3 separate regions of the Sus scrofa genome follow, and regions 1 and 3 are each linked to region 2. The links are chromatin contacts, called in public Hi-C maps. All regions are on one chromosome and are shown on one strand. The core of a region is the stretch at or near the end of the contact, and the rest is flanking DNA. Distances in the headings are between cores, read along the strand shown. Region 1 has its middle 18 kb from the start of RPL29. Region 2 holds the start of POC1A (POC1 centriolar protein homolog A). Region 3 holds the start of RPL29 (ribosomal protein L29).

Evidence for each region. Hi-C and Micro-C count contacts between places; a contact is called where the count stands out from the background.
Region 1: a Hi-C map of heart right ventricle shows a contact between it and region 2, with 2.3 times the contacts expected there. The contact joins the enhancer-like site here to the promoter of POC1A in region 2. A contact is called at or near these places in 24 of 47 Hi-C or Micro-C datasets (adipose tissue, alveolar macrophages, blood and 13 more) and 1 of 2 datasets of contacts at active chromatin or transcription factors (skeletal muscle).
Region 3: a Hi-C map of liver shows a contact between it and region 2, with 3 times the contacts expected there. The contact joins the promoter of RPL29 here to the promoter of POC1A in region 2. A contact is called at or near these places in 24 of 47 Hi-C or Micro-C datasets (adipose tissue, alveolar macrophages, blood and 13 more) and 2 of 2 datasets of contacts at active chromatin or transcription factors (alveolar macrophages and skeletal muscle).

Annotation. Positions count from the first base shown.
Region 1 is chr13:34,137,936-34,141,225 of Sscrofa11.1, forward strand. No RefSeq gene overlaps it. Among named protein-coding and RNA genes, the nearest start is that of RPL29, 18 kb to the left of the region's middle. Within about 2 kb of position 1,901, at least 62 of the 83 cell types and tissues checked have an H3K27ac peak or open chromatin away from gene starts, as enhancers often do. A contact at or near this core is called in adipose tissue, alveolar macrophages, embryonic fibroblasts and 10 more, where this site is marked.
Region 2 is chr13:34,306,753-34,309,761 of Sscrofa11.1, forward strand. It overlaps POC1A (POC1 centriolar protein homolog A), which reads right to left and starts at 1,344. Exons shown (of 11, transcript XM_021068878.1): 1 at 949-1,344.
Region 3 is chr13:34,120,356-34,123,248 of Sscrofa11.1, forward strand. It overlaps RPL29 (ribosomal protein L29), which reads right to left and starts at 1,470. Exons shown (of 4, transcript NM_213950.1): 1 at 1,434-1,470; 2 at 961-1,005; 3 at 620-684. The coding sequence starts at 997.

The DNA.
Region 1 (3,290 bases), core at 651-3,150, 170 kb before region 2:
AAGAAGGGCACAGTCAGGAGAGCTAGGGACCTAAAGGTCTTACTGAGTGAGCATGATGGGCTTGTGGCCCTAGACAACAGGCTTTGGCCCAAGTGTCACACTTTCCACATGGGTCCCTGGGCAAATCACTCAACTCCTCATGGGCTGCCCTTTGCCCTCCTGTCACCCTTGTCCCATATAAAATGGGATCAGCCACATAGGCTGGGGGAGAGTCTCTGTGATGGAACAAACAGAGTGACCCCTGGCACACACTGGACATTGGAGGATGGGCCCTATGAGGCCCTAAGCTTGGATCCCTTCTGTCTGCTGGGTGAGGGCTACTGAGCATCTACTATGTGCAGAGCCTGAGGGCCTGGGGCAGGAGGAAGCTGCAGGTACAGCATCCCAAGAGGCAGAAGAGAGAGGTGTCCATCTAGGCAGGAGCCTCTGGAGTTTGGAGGAGGAACTATGAAGCCTTCCTGGGAGAGGAGGGATGCTGCTGGGGATTGACGGCAGGCCATGGGAAGTCAGGCAGAGGTGGGAGGATACAGTGGGCCGAATGGGCACAAGCTGGCATTTGCTCCCTATGGCTCTCAGGTTCTGGAGGCTGATCAGGGCCTCCCCAGGCTGTCACTGTGCCCCAAAGCCTCAGATGCCTGGCTCACAGTGAGCATCCTCACCTCCCAGCAGTGAGGGCGGTCCTAAATCCAGGGCAAGGGGGTGGGGGTGTGTGTGGGGGGGAGGGAGCATCCTGCTAGAGCCCAGAGCTAGGAGCTCTGAGTCAGCTGTCACTGGTCCTCACTACCATTGTAGAGTGGCTTCTTTTGTTAATCCCATGTTGCAGATGAGGAAATTGAGGCTCAGGAAGGTAAAGTGACTAGGCCAGGATCACCCAGGTCTTTCTCCACCCACTCTTTCCAGGCCACTCCTGGAAGTTCTTCTGGACTTGGATGCTGCCTGAGACTCACACTGATGACACCTTGGGAAAAAGAGGGCCACCTGAGGAGCAAGCCTCTGGGAGAGAGTGCTGTGGCACCCACAGCAGGTGGGTCCAAATACAGCAACCCCCCCAATACAACACTGTCAGTCTTTCTTTCCTGTGTCCCCCCCAACACTTGTTCAGTAGTTGGTCGTCACATTCTCAGGCAGTCATTGTCCACTGGTGAAGGCTGTAGGGTGTGACCCAGATGCTACCTTAACACTCAGCAGCTGTGTGACCTTGAGCAGACTGTCCTCCTGTGGCTCTGTGACCTGGCCTGTGAGATGGGGATGAGGGTACCATCTACTACGCTAGAGGTTGTGGTGTGGCTCCAGGGACCCTTCCATGCCAAGTGCTTACTGGACCTGGCCCACAGTCTCTGTCCCATCTGATAGCCCCCTGGACAAGGACTGAACCAGCCGGAAGGCCAGGCACGTGAAACCTGGGTCCCTCCGTCCCTGCCACCGTATCTCCTCTGGAAACACCAGAGCTGTCCACCGGTAAGGCCCGGTGCCCAGAGTGGGGGATGGGAGAGTGCAGATGGCTCCAGGGAAGGCCTCCTCACTGCCGGCAGCGATGACGGGGACTGTGCCCTGAGAAGGCGCACTCAGAACAGCTGCTAAGTGGGGGCAGTGAGGGGCATGTGGGGGACCCTGGCCACTCCTAACATCCCGTCCCTGACACCGGGAGTGAGAGGCCCAGGGTCCTGGCTCCGCCTGTTTCAGCGCTGGCTGCCTTTCTGGCAAGAACCCTGGAAGCACTGGTTTTAATCGATCTTTTTTCTGCAAGCAGCTCCTGGAGGCGCGGGGGTGGCTTCCCCTTGACTTGAATCTCTTGGAGGATGCGGCTTGGCTAAAAATAGCTCGAATTACTGGCGCGGAGGCGGGGCCTGGGGGCTGCGGGGGCGGAGCCTGTAGGGAATGTTGCAGCGGCAGCCACAGGGGGTTCCCTGAGAGGAGATGGAGGAAAGCGGGTGTTGGCAAGGTGGGAGGGGGTGTGGGATGTTAAAGGGAACCGGCCCTTTCTCACCCATTTCTCTCCAGGCCTTCTCCCAGAGGTCAGTGCTTCTGGAGCAGAGCTGGGGGTGACGGCTCGTCCTGATCCCTGGCCTTTCACGGTGGCAGAGACCAGCCTGGCTGGGTGGTAATCATGGGCTCCTTCCAGCAGGAAGTCTGTGTTTGTGTTTGAAGGAGACCCCCACGCACAGCTCAGTGGTGTTAAGTGCAAGCAGTGACAGCAGGGGGCGCAGATCTGGGCTCCTTGTCCCGGCTCTCCTTCCCTGCAGTGTGACACAGCGGCCCCAGCTCCTCATCAGAAAACTGGGTGCAATGGCAAAATTAAGCATTTGACTCCTGGGCACACCAAGGGCTCCTCTCCCAACCCCACCTGCTCTCTCTATCTGGAGAGGCAGGATAAGGGTCCCTGTCACCCCCTTTTTACAGGGCTGAGAGACCACGTGGTGATTACCCCTGAGAGCAGGATGGAGGCTGTGTCAGGGCCTAGGAGGACTTAAGCCAGGCAGGATCTCTGTTTCTCTGCACAAAGGAAGGGAGGGTGGGGGCTCTGGGTGTCCATGGGACAAGGGAGATAACTGTGGGACCCAGGCAAGTAAGCTGCTGGCCCTGGTGGCCTCCTGGTGCTGCTCTCTCTGCCATCCCCACCTTCATACCCCAGAGCCAGGACAGAGTGGGAGAGGGAACACAAGAGGCTCAAGGGGAGGTCCAGGGTACCCTGGTGAGAGGGGACGGCAAAGCTGCCCCTTGCACACACTGATTGGTGGGGGAACAATCAGCTCTGCAGCAGGGAATGGGCTGGGAACAACAGGGCCCTGGGTAGGAGCCCTTCCTTCTCTGTGCCTCAGCTTCCTCATCCTTAGGGGTTGTGGTTAGATGCCCTTGAAAGGCCCTTAGATTAAAAGTAAAAGAAGCTGAAACAGGAGTAGGGAAAACAGCAGTGGCGACAATGTCAGCTACCCCTGCCTGCTGCTGAGCACTCACAGGCTCTCTATAATGTTTTGTGAGGGCAGTCTTAAGGTTACTCCCACTTTACACATGAGGAAACATGGAGGCTCAGAAGGAAGAAGCCATTGAGCTTGTGCGTAATGAACTGGACCTTTGAACCCAGGACTGTCTGACTACAGAGTCTGTTTTTCTTTTTCATCCTGTTCTAAACATAGAGTCACATGCACTTATGAGGTTGCCTCAAGGTGGGATGCATGGGTATAGATCCAGATATAAGACTTATGGAGTTGCTGCAGCAGCCCCCACCCAGACCTACCCATCCCTGCCCTTCCAGGGTTGGCTCAGGTCACAGGGAGCCTTGTTCTGAGGCA
Region 2 (3,009 bases), core at 94-2,593:
CCAGGGAGCCCAGCAAACCTACTCCTGAGCCAGAGCAAGGCCACTGCCACTCCAAAAAGCTGTAACCAGAACAAAGGCTCCCATGGCCCCATGCCCAGCTCCACCCCAACACACCTGCCAGAATCCTTTCAACAAGAGAGGGAAAAGCACAACAGGTGGGCCCAGAACAGAGCAGTAACTGCTCCACCTGAGCTTCTTGGAAAAACAAAGGTAACATAGTGCCCATCTCTAGAGGCAAGTTCAGATCCACCCTTAACCAGGGGACCCATGAAATCTTCCAACACCCTCTCTTCCATTCCTGCAACTTGCTGGTTCCTCGTCTCCCCCAAAGGGGTTTATATTTTGGGGTAGGGGAAAGAACATCAAATTAGGGTTCAAAAGGCCTGGTTCCTAAGGAAGCCAACAGGCCACCATCCAGCCACCTTGACTCTCAACCCAAGCCAGAGGACCAAGCAGGTTGAGGTTCAAAACAACCTCTCAAAAACAGGGGCTTCGGAGTGCTCCCCTCTGGCCTCCGAGAGGGCATCCTGGTTCAAGTTACACCGCAGGCCTAGGCCGTCCTGGGCATCCTGGGGCCTGCTGTTCCCACACGTCGTAACAGGGTGCACCCTCAACAAGCCCCCATTCAGCTACCCACTGCTCAGGAAAACAAGACTGAAGCCACACAGGCCCGGCGCTGATCCCAGGTCAGACGTCCCAGTCGGGCAGTACTAATGTCTCCTCCGCGGAGATACAAATCCTAAGAATAGAGACTGGTTCGTTAGCCCTGGCAACCGGCACAGGGCCTGGCTCGCAGGAGGCGTTCGCTAGATGCCCCGACCCATCGCACCCTGCACAGACTGTAAACTAGGGCAGGAGAGGACCGCACGGAGCCCTGCGCCCGGCCAGGCGCCCACTGTCCTCGTGGGGAGACTAAGGCCCGGGCGGCAGCCGCTGGCAGGAACTTACCGGGTAGGGCGATGCCATGGCGGGGCTGGGAGCGCCCAAGGCGCCGGAGGAAGCAGCGGCTGCCGTTGAGGCGCGTTCAGTTTCCGCGCCCCCAACCGCCGCCAATAGCAACGCGGGTCGCTTGGCCCCGCCCCGCCCACCGCAATTAAAGGAGACTGGGCGCCTCGGCTTTTTGCACCCGGGACCGGAAGGAGAGTTGACCGAGTCCACTGTCTCCGCGTCCAGCACCACCAAGCCAGGCAGCCTACGGACGGCGTCGCTAAAGGCCTGTGTCCACCGTCGCTCATTCCCCCTGAGAAATTAAAAAGCCCAGGATGAAGTGTTCGCCCCGCCGACGGGTAGTCCGGTTAAGGCTAAGGCGAACACAGCCTTCTGGGAAATGCAGTTCCTCGATTCCCGCATCCTCCTGTCGGGAGGAAGGTGGGACTACATTTCCCAAGATGCCCTAAGGCCTGATTAACCAACGAAAGAGAACCTTTTAGGATCCCGGAGATGGAGGTACTTGGCTCATTGTATCTGCGTCCTTTTTTTTTTTTTTCTTTTTTTTTTCCCGTGGGCGCGGCGCCTGGCACTTGGAAGTTTTTGGGCCAGGGATAGAACAAGGCCACAACAGCGACCCAAGCCGCTGCAGTGTCTACGCAGGATCCTTAACCCTCTGCCGCAAGAGAGCGCCGTGTCTGTGTCCTCTTAAAGCGCTCGGATGGCCGGCTTTTCTCTCAGTACCCCATTTACAGCCAGTTATTCACTCTTTGGGAATTCTTTAAGTGGTTCACTCCTCTGAACGCGCTTAAAACAAGTGTCGATTTAAAAGAACACAAATCGAGTTCCCCCGTGGCGCAGTGGAAACGAATCCGACTAGGAACCATGCATGGGGTTGTGGGGTCGATCCCTGGCCTTGCTCAGTGGGTTAAGGATCTGGCTTTGCCCTGAGCTGTGGTATGGGCTCCAGATGCTGCTCGCTTCCTATGTCTGTGGCTGAGGTGTAGGCCGGCAGCTGTAGCTCCTATTAAACCCCCCAGCCTGGGAACATCCATATGATGCAAATGCGGCCCTAAGGAACAAAAAATAAAAATAAAAGAACACAAATAACTCGGAATCACATCCATGGAGTGGAGAGGCCTGGGTTCTATTCCCAGTTCTTGCCTTGATTGGCTGTATGACCTCAGGAAAAATAACACTGCTCCGAGGCCCTGTTTCCACATTAGTAATATAGGAAAGGGTGAAGGCAGCCTGGCTCTCTCTTCTCCTGAGAAGCCTCTTGTAAACTACATGTAAATTATGTGTGTGTTTAAAAGAGGAGACAATCCAGAGGTCTGGCCACCAGAGGCCATCCTTGCTCACTTTTCTGCTGTCCCTCCACCTTTCTTCTATCCTGCCTAACTCTGGGCATCTTCCCAACCTGGATCTGATCTGAACTGGACATTTTTGCAAGATTTGGGATCCTTCCATCACCTACCCAGGCTAGATTGGCTACTAAGATCTGGCCAGGCCCTTAGGTTTCTCACTACATACTGAGACCTAAGATGATGTCCCTGAACCAGCAAACCAGAGCCCCGTTGAGTGAACTCAGAGACTGGCAGTGGAGGGACCTAGCATGTAGAGGGGTGAGCCTCTTCTTTGGACCTGGAAGGTCTAGGGCCAGACACAAGAAATAGATACATTTAATCCATCTTCACTGTAATTTGGCTTAAAATTGGTTCCTGTATGTTAAAAATGTTCAGGCTAACTTAAGTTACACACTACGAAATTCTCCTTAAAACTAGCATCACTTATACATACCCAGAGATTGTTCAGCACTGTTCAAATGGCCATTTGCAAGCTTTCCCACCAATGTTTGCATCTTATTCAGCTGTTCTCTGGCATACTGGCAAAACATTTAAAGTGAGAAAGCTAAGGAAGAAAAAAATCAAATTTAAAAAAAAAAAAAAAAAAGGAGTTCCCGTGTGGCTCAGTAGGTTAAGAATCAGATTAATATCCATGAGGATTCGGGTTCGATCCCTGACCTTGCTCAGTGGGTTAAAGGACCCAGTGTTGCTGTGAGCTGCAGTAGAGGTCAAAGAC
Region 3 (2,893 bases), core at 220-2,719, 190 kb before region 2:
CCCCACCCCCCCAAAAAGTATTAAGCACCAAAGTTAATAGAAGAGATTCACAGCAAACAAGGCAGAACCAGAGACCAGGGGTACAGGGGAGACAACAAACCAGGACCAGGGCTCAATCTTTCTGCTCCCACCCTACAGCCTCAGTCTTCTATGCTAATCCTGAGAAATCCCTAGCATGGGAAGGGACACTGCAAAGCACTGTACTGACCTAGCACTGGATCAGATCAAGGTCATATGGCTGGTCAATGAGCAACGTAAAACTTACAAGGTACTGGGTACACACAGCCAAGGGCATCCCTTCCCTTGAAAAGCTCTTAAGCCAGGGAGATAAGACAACCTGCCCTCAGAAGGCAGGTTACACTTGCCTAGGGGGTTATACCCTGGCCCAGTAAAGGTCAGGCAAAGCTTTACTATGGGCCTGGCAGAGCATGAAGTCCAGGCAAAAGCTGGCTAGGCAGAGAAAAATTGTGGGCTTTGGTAGGCCAAGTAAGATGAAGGACACTTAATAATAATAGCACTCAGGCAGGGGCTGAAGCCAGCAAAGGCTACATGAAAGATCCTGACTGTGCAAATGGAGCCAAAGAGACACACTTCTGTGTGATTCCGAGCACAAACTCACCCCCTTAAGAGATTCATATCGTTGTGATCGGGGTTTCTTGATGCCGTTTCTGTGCCATTTTCGGGCTGTGGAGAAGTAAAGCATTAGGTCAACAAAATAGATTTCCCCCAATAAGACCACTACCCCAGCTGGCAAGCCTGGGAGACTCTCACTCCCTATTACTTTAGATCTATTTAAAAAAACCCTTATGAATGAATGCAAAGCACTGTAGTCATCTCAAGTAGCTTTCAAACCTACAACCCCAAGCGCACAGTAGAAATGTACCCACTTTCTCTGCCCGATCTCCCTAATCCTTGCCAGGATATGGAGCATTGGATGAAGGCTGGGCCAGGAGAACTTACACTGATTATGCGTGGTGTGGTTCTTGGACTTCGCCATGTCTGCACCTAAAGGACGAGAGCCGAGATCAGAGCAGGGGGTCGCTAGGCCGGGCCTACCTCTGCCGCCCTGATCTAGAACGTGGGGCCAGAAGCTAGAATCCGGCTGCAGCACAGATGGCTTGCATTTGCGGCCTCCACCCGCCTCGATCCATTCTCCACGACGCAACGCCAGGAGCCACCCCGACCCCCAACTCAGGTAATGGTGTCTGAAACCAACGCTGCCCCCCGCTTCCCGCGCCGCCAAAGGTGGCGCTTTCCCAAATCCGAGTTCTCTCCCTCTCATTCTCCCCTTAAGAATCCACGAGCACCACCCCTGCCCCGCGGCCTCCGCTCCCCACAGCCATGCAGAGTCTCCCTGCCCTCCCCTAGGCCTCGCGCCCCGCCGCCAACCGGGAATCAAGGATGGCTTTGGATACCGTGCGCCTAGCGCTCACCCGGTTCGGCCGATCCCGAAGCGCCTGGGGCCGGAAGAGAAAGGAAGGCCGCGGTGCAGCACGGGAAATAGGGTCGTCGCGGCAGGAAGGTACTACTGAAAAAGCTTCCTCCGGCGCCGTGAAAATAGGTTCCTAAACTCGGCAGGGTACAAGTCTGATGCGAAGGCGGTGCTTCGAGGTTGGCCTCGCTCCTTCAGGTTTTACCCGCCCCTCTCCTTTTTCCTTCTTTTCTTTCTGGACTTGGGTCCCAGGTCTCATTAAATGTCCTGAACGCAAAGAAAGTCGCTGAGGAATACATGTTAGGAGGGGAGTGCTAGGAGATTTGTATTCTTAGAAAGCACCTCTGGCGGAGTTCTCTGGTGGCTCAGGGTGTAAAGGTCCGGCGTTGTCACTGCTGTGGTCCAGGTCCCTGCTGTGGCGTGGGTTCGAGCCCTGGCCTGGGAACTTCCGCATGCCGTGGGTGCAGCCAAAAAAAAAAAAAAAAAAAAAAAAAAGAAGCAACTCAGGGTACTGCGTGGAGAATGGACTATAGGGAGCAGAGGAGAGGAGGGAGAGTTGTGGGGAGTCTGGTGCAACACATCACAGGGCAGTAATGGCCCCTGGAGTCGCGGGTGCGGAGGCAGTGGGGATTTAGCAGTGGATAAGGAAAGAGATTAGACTGGGCTTGGGATGCAAAAGATGAGGAAGAGGAAGAAGGCCAGTGTAGCTCTTAAGTTTTGGGCTGGAATAAGTAGATGAATGATAGTGCTGTTTACAGAAATAGGGGAGACTGGGGGAGGGACAGGTGTCTTGTTGCTTTGTTTTGAGGGCGCCAATGATGGAGATATTTCTGTTTATTTTCTTTTTAATTTTTTCATTCCCACCCCCTCCTAGATGTTTCTTTTAAGATGCATTAAATGTGATATGCCTGTTGACATCCAAGATGAGTAAACGTTGCCTCCTAATAACTCTATTGCCCTCTTCACCTCTTACCCATACATTTTCCACAGAGCAGTGGGGCCCTGAGGGTACTTTTTAAGATACAAATCAGATCTGGTCACTTAAAGTCTGCAAAGGCTTCCCTTTGCACTGGAAATAAATTCTTTACCGCCTCTAACCTTGGCAGTGTTCTCCTTATCATTCACTTCTCTACAAACCCATGGACCTCTTTCTTTGCTGCCTAGCACAAATACCTGTTCCTACTTCAGGGCCTTTGTACTTGCTTTCTGTTCCTCCAGAACCACCTTCTCCTTGCTCTTTGGATGGTGTGCTTGCTTGGAGAGGCCTCTCTAGGCTGCCCTATCTAAAGTAGAGACCCTCAGAGTTCCCATCATGGCTCAGTGGTTAACAAATCCAACTGGGAACCATGAGGTTTCGGGTTCGATCCCTTGCCTTACTCAGTGGGTTAAGGATCTGGCGTTGCAGTGAACTGTGGTGTAGGTCACAGATGCAGTTCGGATTCCGCTGTGGCTCTGGCGTAG